Regions from separate parts of the Mus musculus genome. Here all the other regions are linked to region 1. Evidence: chromatin contacts called from public HiChIP or PLAC-seq and Micro-C data. All regions are on one chromosome and are shown on one strand. Each heading gives the region's core, a stretch centred on a gene start, on an enhancer-like site or on the middle of the called end of the contact. The rest is flanking DNA. Distances are from core to core; before and after follow the strand shown.

Region 1 (3,044 bases), core at 315-2,814:
TGGATCTAGATTCATCAGCCAGCCATCTTGATCCTTCCCCCTGTACGTCCAGTTCCAGGGGATCAGATGCCCTCTTCTGACCTCCAAGGGCACACTGTGTGCATTGCATGTGGTATATGCACATACATGCAGACAAAACACCCATAACCATGAAATAAAAATAAATAGAAAAACATTAAACTCTTACAGGAAGAAATCACGCATGCTACCTGCTTGTTAAGCTGTCTTCTGTCACAGGGCTTCAGCTGTGTGTTCAGCAAAGGTCAGTGGGCATGGTTTCGACTTTCACTAAGCATCCACAGTGAGCCAAGCTTCCCCCACGAGGGTAGAGATGGTAGATGCAGCAAGCCATGTTTTCTCTTTCTCCCCATCCAGTAAGGTCCATCAGATCCACTGGAGGAGCCTGCCCTCCGTGGGGCCTGTGCTGGTTGGCTGAGACCCAGTTATTTCCAGAAACTGGAGATGGTGGTTTCTGTTGATTGTCCCCTGAAGTCACAACACCCTCTAGAGGTGAGTGATGTCTCAGCTGCTCTCTTAGCTGCTCCACAAATGTTCCCTAGGGCCATGATCCCTTCAGCTGGCTTGTGGAGCTGCCTCATCTACTGGGAACACTTCGAGTGGAGTTCTGTGTGAGAATCTTCAGAAAGGGGCCTCTGAGCCTGTGTGGAGACAGATGGACCAGTGAGGAAGAGGCTAGGAGATCACCAACTTCACCCACCCCCTACCTTGTCCCTGCTTTCTGTGCCCCTGCCTTCCTTCCAACCTGGGTTCAGTCCCCTTTGGTCCCCTGGGGTCAGCATGTGGTACAGTGACATACTTTGTAGGTGCTCTTGGGGCTTGAGAGTGGACCACACATAGAATATGAGGAGGACTCGAGTTTGGACCGCACCATTGGAAGAATGAGATGAGGAGGAGTTGGGAGGCCGTAGTATGTCCCTGCATAGGCTGGGTATCCAACACAGCTAGGAGCCTGAGCTTGGGGTTAGGGTGAGAGCTGAGATCATTCAAGGCCGTTAGGTTGGTGGACAACAGGTAGAGGCAGGAGATGAGGTGTAGCCGGAAAGAGGTGCAGGCTCTGCGTGAAGTCCGGAAGCTTGGAGGCAGAAGTCCACGCTTTGGTAAAACCACCTACGTGCCCCCACCTCTGGTCTGTTCTCCCTAGGTCACCAAGGCCTCTTTGTGCTTAGAGGCAAGTCATAGGGTTGTGGGAGTGGTTTTGAACCATAGCTACGAAGGGCTGGAGACTCAGAAGGGAAGGGACAGCGACACCCCGACACCCCAAGGGCAGAGGCAGCAGACAGAGAGCCCCGTACCCGCACCGAGGTCAGGCCTGGGAGAGCAGGTCGGACGCTTGGAGACGCGGGCTGTGTTTTCCAACTCAGCACAGATCTCCTGTTTCCCCTCTCACCAGGCGCATCTCAAATGCGGGTAAAAGTGAGGGCTAGCAGCTGCTGAGGGCCAGCGTCCCGTAGCTCCCTCCCGCCTAGAGTTAGAACCACCTACCCTGGTCCCGCCCACCCTGGGGACTCCCGGCTGTGCGCTCTGACATTGGGCGGGGCCTGTTGGGGAGGGGCCTGTCCGGGGACGGGCCAGGTGTGTGGCTGGCGTTGCAGAGACCAGGTGAGGTGCTCGGTGGTCCGGTGAGTCCCCCCCTTGGGGACCTGCTCGGGTGGGAAGGCGCGGCTCCTATCCCTGGTCCTGGCCTCTTCCCGTCCCAACTTCTCCTGGGTGTCCCTCTACTCCCCACCTTGTCCCCGCTTTCTGTGCCCCCTGCTTTTCTTCCGACCCAGGTTCGGTCCCCTTTGGGCCCCCGGGGTCAGCACATGGCAGTAGCCCCTCGGCTCCCGCACCAAACCTGAGCGCATCATGGTGGCATCTTTCCCGCCTAACAGGTGGCAACACTGAGGCCAGGGCGGATGCTGAACTCGCACTTGGGGCCCGAGACTGGGGTCTGTCTGGTCACGTTGTCACACTGGGTGCAACTCCCAAGATTTATAGGCCGCGGGCCTGGGAAGTCCCCACTTAGGTAAGGCAGACTGCTGCGGGCTTCTTTCACTTTCCCAAACCTGGCAAAGGCCTCCCGAGAATTCGAGAATTCTTAAGAGGGAGGTGCAGTCAGTGTAGCTAGCTGCCGAGGCCCTGCTAGGGGAACTGCGGAGGCCACTGGGGGGAGGGGTGGCATTCCTTAGTTCTTTTGGCTGGTGTGGGGAAAGGGCCTGGCGGTCCCAGGTTCTGCTCTGGGACTAGATTCTAGTGCGCGCGCTGTCAGCCAGTCAGGGCGAACTTGGTCGAAGTGAGAACTCAGTACGCCTCGGAAAGTAAGCAATCTTCATTGGCCTCTGTTGTTTCAAGATATGTTTATGAGTTCCTTGTAGAATGCCCCGCCAAACCCTTCCCCGAGTCAGAACCGGGATGGAGGAGGGGGCAGGTAACTGGAAGTCTGAGTCCAGCTGTTCCCAGAGGTCAGGTCAGCCTCTTGTCTGTTCTCAGCTCTCGGGAGCCCAGAATAAGCTCTCCGTGGTCGAAGCCAGGGGGTGTGGGGACTTTTGTGGAGGACGCTGCAGTAGAGCTGGAAGATGGGGTGGGAGTTAAGCAGGTGGGTGTGGCCCTAGGTTGCTGGGTGGTCCAGAAGAAGTCTAAATGGGTGAGCCCCGGGTATGTACTTGAATCCGCTAACAGTAAAGTGCAACTTTGGAGAACTGTGTAAGGTTGGGGGTTTCCTGTCAATGAGGGGCATAGAGGTGGCCTCAGTTAAAGAGAACAGCAGGATGTAACTAAATTAGTAGAACCTCTGCCTAGAATACACAAAGCCCTGGGTTTGTTTCCCTGAGACACATAAACCAGGTGTGTGGTGGCCTGAGGCTGTAATCCCAGGACTTTTATCAGATTGAGGACAAAAAGCCATCTATGGCCACATAGTTGTTTGAAGCCAGCCTCAGTGTGTGAGACCTTGTCTCTAATAATAAACCAAAATATATAATAGGGTAGCCAAGAGCTGTCACCTAGAGGTGCCTGGCCGTAGACTCTCATCACACCAGAAAACC
Region 2 (3,044 bases), core at 260-2,759, 450 kb before region 1:
ATCCCCACGGGTGTGGCTGTCACAGAACATTTGTGTTGTTTATCGCTTTTGGCTGTTGTGAATATCATGGCCTTGAACATGGGTTTACAAGAGGGTGTCCTTTTCCAAAAAAACCCTGAACATCTACATCTTTGATGATGTTAGGAGTCAGCATCTGTCCTTTGGAGGCAGAGGACGGGTTGTCCCCAGAGTTGCATCCACAGTCGTGCCAAGAGCCTGTTGTGTGTCCTGTTCCAAGCTGGGTACTGGTGTTCTTCAGCCTGTCTGGAGACCTAAGAGAACAAACAGGAAACACCACCTGAGGCAGTAGGTCAGAGGGCTTAACCGGACTGGCTTGGGGTCTCCCAGGCAGCAGGGCAGGGGCTCCTGTCCCGAAGCCTTTGTGGTATTCATGACACTGTCCCTATCACCTGCTGTTGTGGGTGCTGGGTGACCAACACATAAGGTGCTAAAGCGTTGAGGTGACTGGTATTCCGGGAAGAATTTAGAGGGGTTGTCTCTGTATAAGTTCCACTGGGAAATCACAAAGTCGTGGGACACTTGGCCCTGGAGAGATCTCCTCAGGCAAGATGTGTGGTCAGCAAGTGACAGCTCTCTCTCTCTCTCTCTCTCTCTCTCTCTCTCTCTCTCTCTCTCTCGGCTGTAAGAAGTGGCAGGTGGTGACCTGTCTCTGTCACCTCTGGATCTGGGGGGCTAGAGTCTGGAGACTGAAGTCCAGTGGTATAGAAGCCATTATTTCTGGTTTCAGGGCTTCAGATTAGGTGTGGGGTGTGTGTGTGTGTGTGTGTGTGTGTGTGTGTGTGCTAGAGATTTATGTAAGCAGAAAAAAGCCAAGCCCTGCATCTGTACAGGCTCTTGTGTCACATTGGGTTGCCCCCCCCCCCCCGCCCCCATGGCTGTGACCAAGGGCCATCAGAGTTTCTGCAGAGATGAAGAGCTCCTGTGTGGTGCCATAGGACTGGGGTACACACTGACTGAACCCCATAACTACTCCCTACCCCAGCCTATAAACCTACTGCTCATGTGCAGTTAGCAGTCTCTGGGCCCATAGACTGTCAGCATGGAATCTGGGCTCGCTTCCTTAGTCTGTTCTTTTTCCTACTGGCCCTGATCCCAGTCCTGTTACCTTCTATAGAGATTTAAGATCTTAGGAGGAAGCGCGCCTGTCCAGGGGCCAGGAGAGACAGAGATGGTAATAAAGATTTCGTGACTTATCACCAGGAGCCCATGTGTGTATATACCTGCAGAGTTTGTAGAGAATCTGGGGAGAGGGAGGGCTGTGGACCATGCCTTTGCTGGGTTCAGGTCATGGTCCAAGCAGACTTCCGTGCAGGCCCAAGTCTCAGCAAGTGAGGGCTGGTTGTTATGAATCTGTGGTGTCCAGGTGGAAAGTGAGGCGAGAGGCGACATCCAGGCTGTCTGTGGATGGATGACCTCTGGGAGGTTAACTATTCCCAGGGCAGAGAGCTGAAAGGGTTGTGCCCAGCTGGGAGGAGGCATGTGTCCAGCTGAGCTGGCTTCAGGTCTGAGACTCTAGCCTGTTTAAAAATAGATTCGAGGAAAGTGCAGGATGTAAGAGTTCACCGAATCTTCATCAGACTTCTGTCCCAAAGGACATGGCACACTTTAAATTCTGATCACCCATGTATGCAAGTGGGCCTGTTTACACCTCGAGTCTAGATGTCCCCCCACCCTCGGGACAGCTCTGCCCGAGAGAGATGGAACTTCCATCCATCTTCTGGGGTCTAAGCCTTGTCTACCAAAGAAGCCTCAGGCAGGTCTGGAAACCATTAGAAACAACCAGAAGCTTCTGGAAGCTTCCATGTCTCAGTCACATGTTCTAAAGAACAGTGTGGACGGACTGGTCACGATTGGGAGGCATCAAGAGCTGCTTGATGTCAAGAAAAATGGCAGGTGTTCTGGGCTGGGAATACTTTCCCCAGCCTCTCTGGGCTGCCCAACATGAAGGAATGCCAAACAAGTGACATGTTCGACACATGGGACTTTTCTCTTGGGTTCCCTGCATACTGACCTGGTCTCTCTTTGCTCAACAGTGACTGACTTACAGGAAGAAGGCAAGAGCGCCATCAACTCTCCAATGGCCCCGGCTTTGGTGGACATTCACCCTGAAGACACCCAGCTAGGTACTGTGGCCACTTGGCATCCTTCGGTGTCTGTCCCTGGTGTGGCACCCCACATGGGTGGGTGGTGTTTGAGAACTGGAGTCTTATTCCAAGATCTCTAGGGAGAAGCCAGCTTCTGCCCCAGTCTTCCAGTGCAGATTTGATTGGCATCCAGGTATAGATGATTAGCATTGGGAACGTGGCTGGTTATCGTCACAGATCCAGGGAGTGGCTAAGCAGGGCTGAGCAAACAGTGGAGGAGACGGAGGAAGAGTTGGCTTGGTTACTGAGCTGAGGACTGGATAGATGACTCTAGGAGCTCCAGGCACAAGGTTCTGGCTTGAGATAGCTGATAGCTGGCCTAGAAGAAGAGGAAAGATGAGTATTGGCTCAGGGTGTGGACCCCAGTAGTCCCCTAGAGGAGGAGGCTAAGGGACAGCCTCCCCTGGAGGACAGTTTCCCTGGGACGAGTGGGCCTGTCTCAGTCAGGGTTTCTATTCCTGAACAAAACATCATGACCAAGAAGCAAGTTGGGGAGGAAAGAGTTTATTCAGCTTACACTTTCCACATTGCTGTTCATCACCAAAGGAAGTCAGGACAAGAACTTACACAGGGCAGGAACCTGGAGGCAGGAGCTGATGCAGAGGCCATGGAGAGGTGCTGCTTACTGGCTTGCTTTCCCTAGCTTGCTCAGCTTGTTTTCTTTATAGTTATTTCTTTTTTCTTTTTTGTTTTTTCGAGACAGGGTTTCTCTGTGTAGCCCTGGCTGTCCTGGAACTCACTCTGTAGACGAGGCTGGCCTCGAACTCAGAGATCCGCCTGACTCTGCCTCCCGAGTGCTGGGATTAAAGGCTTGCACCACCACTGCCTGGCTCAGCTTGCTTTCTTATAGAACCCAGGACCACCACCCACAGTGGGCTG
Region 3 (3,044 bases), core at 226-2,725, 310 kb before region 1:
CAGGTGTGGTGGTGCACACCTGTGATCACAGAGGAAGCCAGGTGTGGTGGTGCACACCTGTGATCACAGAGGAAGCCAGGTGTGGTGGTGCACACCTGTGATCACAGAGGAAGCCAGGTGTGGTGGTGCACACCTGTGATCCCCAGCACTCGGGAGACTAAGGAACAAGAATCTTGAGTTCATGGCTAGCCTGGGCTACAGAATGAGACCCTGTATCTAAACAATCACAAATAAAAATCACTGAGGACATCCTCAATAGGTCTAGGCACGGACAAGCAGGAAACCATGCCTAAAGTTACACTTCCAGGAAGAGGTCGGCTGGTGCAGTCATAGGTGGCACAGGTCTTGTGTTTAGTAACCTGGGAGGTGGAGCTCACTTGTATAAAAAACAATGTTATTTTCCTTGTCAAGGGATGTTCCAGTGGGGTGAGCTGCTGTCTCTTTGGGCCTAGCTGCTAATAGGCTTAACCAAAGAGCAGGACCACAGGGTCAAGAGGCAGCGTGTTGAACACAGACCCAGTTCGACCTAGTGGTCCGCCCAGATTCAGGCCCAGGAGAGCCAACTGCTCTGTTTTTTCTGGAGACCAATCTCCACACCTGCAGGCCCTCTTTCCTAGCCATCGCCTGGCATCCTGCCTCGGGAGAGAGAGAAAGAAAGAGAGAGACAGAGAGACACACAGAGAGAGCATACAGGTAGGCACAAGAGAGAGACAGAGAGACAGACAGAGTGAGTGAGACAGAGAGAGAGAGAGAGAGAGAGAGAGAGAGCATGCATGCAAGCACAAGAGAGACAGAGAGACAGAGAAACAGAAACAGAGTGAGACAGAGAGAGCATACATGCAAGCACAAGAGAGATAGAGAGACAGAGAAACAGAGATAGAGTGAGACAGAGAGAGAGAGAGCATGCATGCAAGCACAAGAGAGATAGAGAGACAGAGAAACAGAGACAGGGTGAGACAGAGAGACAGAGAGAGAGCATGCATGCAAGCACAAGAGAGATAGAGAGACAGAGAAACAGAGATAGAGTGAGACAGAGAGACAGAGAGAGCATGCATGCAAGCACAAGAGAGACAGAGAGACACAGAGAGACAGAGAGACACACAGAGAAAGCTGATTGCTTTCTCCTGTGGCTCTGAGCAAAGGTTCCCCCCTGACTTGTCAGGGACAAGACCAGTCTAGGAGGGGTGTAGGGTGCCTGGCTGGCCCTCCTTTGGCCCCTGGCTGCCTGCTGGGCTGGAAGCAGGCATCTTGCTGCGGTGGTGGAATTGGCAAAGCAGCCTCCTTTTCGCGTTCAGTGGCTTGCCTTCTTGCCAGGCAGCTGGAATCACCACACAACACTCTGTTCATCCAAAACACACAAATAAATAAGACCAGGTCACCAGCCCACCTCCTGCTGACTCACTGCGGTGGAGGAGGAGGAGCCTCTTGGGGGGCGGGGTGTCACACTGGCTTGAACCATTGGGCGGGGCCTGAGATTCTGGATCTCCAGCCTCAGGAGATGGGGCAACTTCCCTGGCTTCAGACAAGGCCCAGCCTCCTGCCCTGTGGCTGAATGACAGATCAAGGGTGTCTGTGTCCCCAGCCTCAACCCTTGCCAACTTGCTGGGGTCCAGGACAAGGGAACCTCATCCACATGTTTTTGGTCCCTCTCTTCTCCCTCCCAGAGAGTCTGAGGCTGAGTGAGTCAGGGTGGCTGTGACTTTGGTATGGCAAAGGTCCTAAATGGTAGTGAATCCACAAGTTGTCTCCATACGGTGAGTCTACCCTACAGTAACAGTGACTTTCTTTGGCCACATTTCAGGCTGTCATCCCGACTTCTGACTCCCAAAGATTCACCTCTTGTCACCTCTCTATAACTGAGTCCACCTGGAAGCCAACCCCTGCTATAGGTCCCTGGGCCTGGGTTCTCTCCACAAAGCCCCTGAGCCTGGAAACTGGACAGAAGGCTCCCACTGCCCCTCTGTGTGGCTTGATTCCCTCCCAAGCCACATTCTGGCTTTTGTGGACTGATCAGGTCCCCAGGGTCCTCGTCCCAATAGCTTGCTCTATGATACAAATGCCGCTTACAGCTTTCAGGATAGAATTCCTATCCCAACCAATTGGGAGTTCCTGCCTCTGGCTGGGAAGCCCCGCCCCTGGCTGAGAAGCCTTGCCCCTGGCTGGGAGGCCCCGCCCTTGGTTGAGAACCCCCCACACCACCCCACCCCCTGACCTTGTCTAGGAAGCCCTGTCCCACCTGGGAGGCCAGGCCTAACCCAGTCTCATCCATGTCCACTCCTCCTCTGCAAGGAGTCTGCCCAGAGTTACTCATTCCGACTTCACTTCTAGGTCTGGCTGCCTCGGCTCCCTTAGAAGGAGTGCTGGCTTGGTGGTGAGACAGCAGGGCCCAGCTGTATCACCCTACGGAGAGGGAGTATCAGGAAGATGGCTAGACGCTTGCTTACAAAGGAAGATGCCCTAGGTCAGCAGGCCCCACATCTGTCAAGGGACACTGGTGTCAGCGGGGTGGGTGTGGGTTGGTCCTTACATCTGACAGGTAGAGGCTGGAATAGTCCCGCCCAGGCCCAGGTGATCTCACAGTGAAGGAGGACCAGACCCTAACATCAGAGTGCCTTCCTGAGCCTCCCTCTAAGGTCTGCCTCTGCCAGAAGACTCTCCAGAGTTCCTAAGGTGGGGTCTCCAGAGCCCTAGGATGTCTGAGATTCCCCACTGTTCTCCTGTGTCAAACCAGCTAGCTGTGGCTGTGAGTCCCTGTGACCAGCACGGCAGGATAGACAGCACAGAGACTCACAGATGCCTTGTCCCGCCTGGAGTGCTTCCGAAAGCCAAGGATTAAAAACTCAACGAAGCTTCAGAGCATCACCATTCCCACTCCCTCTGGGGGAAGGCCCTGGGTATTGGCAGCCAGCAGCAACAGCCAGGCCCCTGTGCCTGCTTTGTGGGAAACCCTGTGGGAGCAGATTATAGAAACCTGTGGGCTTCTAAGGGAGGCTCCCAGACCCCAGGTGCCAGACCTCGAGGAAGTCTATTTGTGGGGGGCCCAG
Region 4 (3,044 bases), core at 292-2,791, 270 kb after region 1:
TAAGGACACTCTAAATCAGCTACAAACCATTCTCTGGACACCTTTTTGGAGAAAAAAACCCACTAAAATCTGTGTCCTTATCTATACCCCCAGGTGGCTGTACCTGCCTGACAAGAGAACTTTGCTGAGGTGAGCTGGGCTAGACCCTGCTGCCTAAGAAGGCCAGGTGCTAAAAAAGTCTCCTTCAAAAAAAAAAAAAAAAAAAGAATTGAAATTCACTTCTGCTTTTCACAGAGCCTCCCGGGCGTGGCCTACCAAGGGACCCTGAGTTCCAGGTGTTACCCTCTCCCTCTGCTACTGTGGTCCTACCAGGGTACCAGGGTACACTTCCACTTTGGAGCACTGACAGGATCTAGAAGGCTGTTACTTCCCTCAAAGAGAACTCAAGCCCTGACAGGGAGGTGGGGGTGAGGGGACACAACATAGAATGAAGTCATTCCTTACATGAAGAAGGGAGGGGTCTTTTTTTTTTTTTTTAGAGAAAATGACAAGCCCAAGATTATAGGGGAGGGGGTTTCTGCCACATGGTTCTGGGCAAATGTATCAGTTATGCATTACCTCACATCCAAGACGACCCCACCCACACCTCCCAGGCCCTTTCAAACAATGAGACACCCCCACCCCACCCAGCAGCTGAATGACTCCTTAGACCAGAATCACACCCGGAGAGGCTGTAGCAAATCCCTGATTCCAGTGCTAAGTAGGTGGGTCAAGGGGCAGAGGCCCAACAGGTCCCTTGTAGAGCTAATGGACAAGAGGACCTTTAGGTGCAGAAAGACAAAGGCTACAGCAATCAAGAGCCGCGGTCTTCCATGTGGGCTGGGGAATGTGGTCAGGGCACACTGCCTTGAACTCTGAACTCAAGGGCCTCCCAAAATCTCACGCCCACACTCCCTGCAGCAGCAGTGGGGCCCCCAGATCTTCCAGGAGAAGGAAGAAGAGTTAAGGAACCACGAAGAGGAAGAAGGAGCTGGGACAGATATCCTGGCGGTCAGAGGAAGATAGGGACGCGGAGACACAAGGATCGGGGTTCTGTGGTACCAAAAAGACACTGAGACTTGGGGTCCCGAAAGACAGAGCCCAGGGCGGTGGGGATGCACGGAGGGCAAGGAGCACAGGGGGACTAGCGGAGGTGGACTCGCGCGGACACTCACGCGCGCGCCCGTCCCCGTCACTCACCCAGGCCGCAGACCTCACGGCGCAGGCTAAGGCGTCCGCGCTCCTCGGCTATGGCGCGCAGCATGTGCTGCAACGAGCGCTCCTCCGCTTCGCTGCTGTCCACGGACTCCCGGGAGGCGGCCGGCCCAGCCCGGAGCCCCGCGGGCGCGGACGCCGAGGCACAGGCCCTGCCCGGCGGCCGCGCGGAGGCCATGCCGGGCCCCGGCTCATCGCCCGCGCCGCGCCCGCGGGGGCCACCGACACGCCCCGCCGCCCGTGCCCCGCTGCCGCCCGCCGCGAGCACCAGTGAAGCCACAATCCGCTTTTGTGTGCGTCGCCGCCGCCGCCGTCGCCACCGCCGACCTCGGAGCACAGCGGAGCACTGCGATCCTCAGCTCCGCCACCGCCCGCCCGCGCGCGCTCGACACCGCCCAGGCCCCACCCCCGACGCGGGCCCGCCCCCAAACCCGCCCTTTCCCCGCCCCCGACACGCAAAGGCCCTGCCTCATACTCCTAAAACTCCGCCCAGATCTCTGGGCAAGGCGGTGAGTCGTCCCTGGTCCTGGCCCCGCCTACTTCCTTGCGACCAGCTGCTGCCAACTTCAAAAGCCCATCGCGTCCTCGCTCCAACCTGTCGCGTGACGTTCTCGTCATCTCATTCCCACACCTTCCTTGGCCTGCTGACCTTCCCTGCTGCCCGTGTTCCCCAACCCTGAGTCCACTTTCTCCCGCCCCCCGCCCCCCCTCCAGTAGAGTCACGCCTCTGAGCCGCCCCCTCTGCGCCTCACTGATTTTGCGCTTTGTCACCGCCCTGTGCATTCCCTGAAGCCTCCAGCACACCAGCTCTGCTTATTTCTGTCTGAACCTTCCAAGTAGGTTCTGCTAAAAACTTGCTTCACAAAACTCAACAAGAAGTTACCACCTCCTTTCGGAGGTCTCCTGGGACGCCTCAGTTTCCTCTGCTGAACACTTAGGAAAAGGGGTCAGAGAGTTGCTTCCTGTCTTAGCTCCTGTGCTGACTAGAGGCCAGAGGTGGATCAGATCAGCTTGCATGTGATCCTAATTAAAGGCCAAGGTCCAGCTGGGCATCCATCCCTGTGCTAAAAGAGGAAGATGCAGGGAGCAGCCGCCAGAAGCCACGTTCTGAACTCACTCGGTGGTCCTTTCCCAGGACCAGGGTAGGTGACCATGCACTGCTGGTCTCAGCCAGTTACATTTCCAGTGTCAAATTCTCACAATCATGCTAAGCATAAAGTTCTGTCTGCCCCGACTCTTCTTCACCCTGTCTGGGATACCCTTCTCCTAGTCTCCTGTCTCCTTTGGATCCCAGTGTCCTCCAATACATTTCCTCAAAAACAAACAAACTATATCTTGCCTGCCTCCTGTTCTATTATTCCTAGGCACAGCATCCTTACCACTCCCCTGACATCACACTGCATAGCTGTAGGAGGCGTCTCAGAAAACCAGCCCCTTTCCCTTGGGCTTCCCAGTCCTCAGAATGGTTTAAGCCTCCCGTCTGTGACATTGCACCATGGCAGCTCTAACTAAGACACTGTGTATTCCTCAGGCCTGGCTTCTGACAACTGTATTCCCAGCGCCCAATAAATGCAGGCTGTGTGATGGAGACTGGAGAGAGGCCTGCTGAGGAAGATTGTCTCTAAGGAAGGTGGGGTGGGACCACAAGGTGTGGAAACCACTCCAGAGCAGGAAATTGGCAGCTTTGGCATACTGTTCAAGCCTTACCTGGGATTTGTACCGCTCCCCTGAGATGCTCAGGGTAGGGCTTGAGTGACTAATTCCATGGTCCCAGAGCAGTGGTTCTCAACCTTCCTGATGCTGGGACCCTTCAATACATTTCCTTGTTTTATGGTGAGCCCCAACCATAA

Evidence for each region. Hi-C and Micro-C count contacts between places; a contact is called where the count stands out from the background. HiChIP or PLAC-seq counts read pairs in DNA pulled down with a chosen protein or histone mark.
Region 2: a contact with region 1 is called in an H3K27ac HiChIP or PLAC-seq map of trophoblast stem cells, with 4 times the contacts expected there. The contact joins the enhancer-like site here to the promoter of Arhgap8 in region 1. A contact is called at or near these places in 6 of 39 promoter capture datasets (the 3T3-L1 cell line, 3T3-L1-derived adipocytes, hippocampal neurons and 2 more), 1 of 484 Hi-C or Micro-C datasets (cerebral cortex), 4 of 115 datasets of contacts at active chromatin or transcription factors (kidney, large pre-B cells, pancreatic cancer cells and 1 more) and 2 of 9 other capture datasets (embryonic stem cells and liver).
Region 3: a contact with region 1 is called in a Micro-C map of embryonic stem cells, with 1.7 times the contacts expected there. The contact joins the enhancer-like site here to the promoter of Arhgap8 in region 1. A contact is called at or near these places in 1 of 39 promoter capture datasets (the 3T3-L1 cell line), 2 of 484 Hi-C or Micro-C datasets (B cells and embryonic stem cells) and 1 of 115 datasets of contacts at active chromatin or transcription factors (pancreatic cancer cells).
Region 4: a contact with region 1 is called in an H3K4me3 HiChIP or PLAC-seq map of embryonic stem cells, with 14 read pairs. The contact joins the promoter of 5031439G07Rik here to the promoter of Arhgap8 in region 1. A contact is called at or near these places in 3 of 39 promoter capture datasets (the 3T3-L1 cell line, the C10 cell line and liver), 1 of 15 datasets of contacts at CTCF or cohesin (the NIH/3T3 cell line), 10 of 115 datasets of contacts at active chromatin or transcription factors (craniofacial prominence, embryonic basal ganglia, embryonic stem cells and 3 more) and 2 of 9 other capture datasets (adipose tissue and liver).

Annotation. Positions count from the first base shown.
Region 1 is chr15:84,718,488-84,721,531 of GRCm38.p6, forward strand. Arhgap8 (Rho GTPase activating protein 8) reads left to right here and starts at 1,565. Exons shown (of 12, transcript NM_001164628.1): 1 at 1,565-1,620. Gm20556 (predicted gene, 20556) reads right to left here and starts at 1,779. Exons shown (of 3, transcript NR_040347.1): 1 at 1,504-1,779; 2 at 210-659.
Region 2 is chr15:84,269,177-84,272,220 of GRCm38.p6, forward strand. It overlaps Parvb (parvin, beta), which reads left to right. Exons shown (of 13, transcript NM_133167.3): 2 at 2,055-2,144. Among named protein-coding and RNA genes, the nearest start is that of Gm33723, 31 kb to the left of the region's middle. Within about 2 kb of position 1,510, at least 13 of the 459 cell types and tissues checked have an H3K27ac peak or open chromatin away from gene starts, as enhancers often do. A contact at or near this core is called in 3T3-L1-derived adipocytes, where this site is marked.
Region 3 is chr15:84,411,201-84,414,244 of GRCm38.p6, forward strand. All of the region lies in intron 3 of Shisal1 (shisa like 1), which reads right to left. Among named protein-coding and RNA genes, the nearest start is that of Gm46527, 18 kb to the right of the region's middle. Within about 2 kb of position 1,476, at least 130 of the 459 cell types and tissues checked have an H3K27ac peak or open chromatin away from gene starts, as enhancers often do. A contact at or near this core is called in embryonic stem cells and pancreatic cancer cells, where this site is marked.
Region 4 is chr15:84,986,430-84,989,473 of GRCm38.p6, forward strand. It overlaps 5031439G07Rik (RIKEN cDNA 5031439G07 gene), which reads right to left and starts at 1,542. Exons shown (of 10, transcript NM_001033273.3): 1 at 1,180-1,542. The coding sequence starts at 1,243. Gm39558 (a long non-coding RNA gene) reads left to right here and starts at 1,606. Exons shown (of 4, transcript XR_875533.1): 1 at 1,606-1,703; 2 at 2,726-3,027.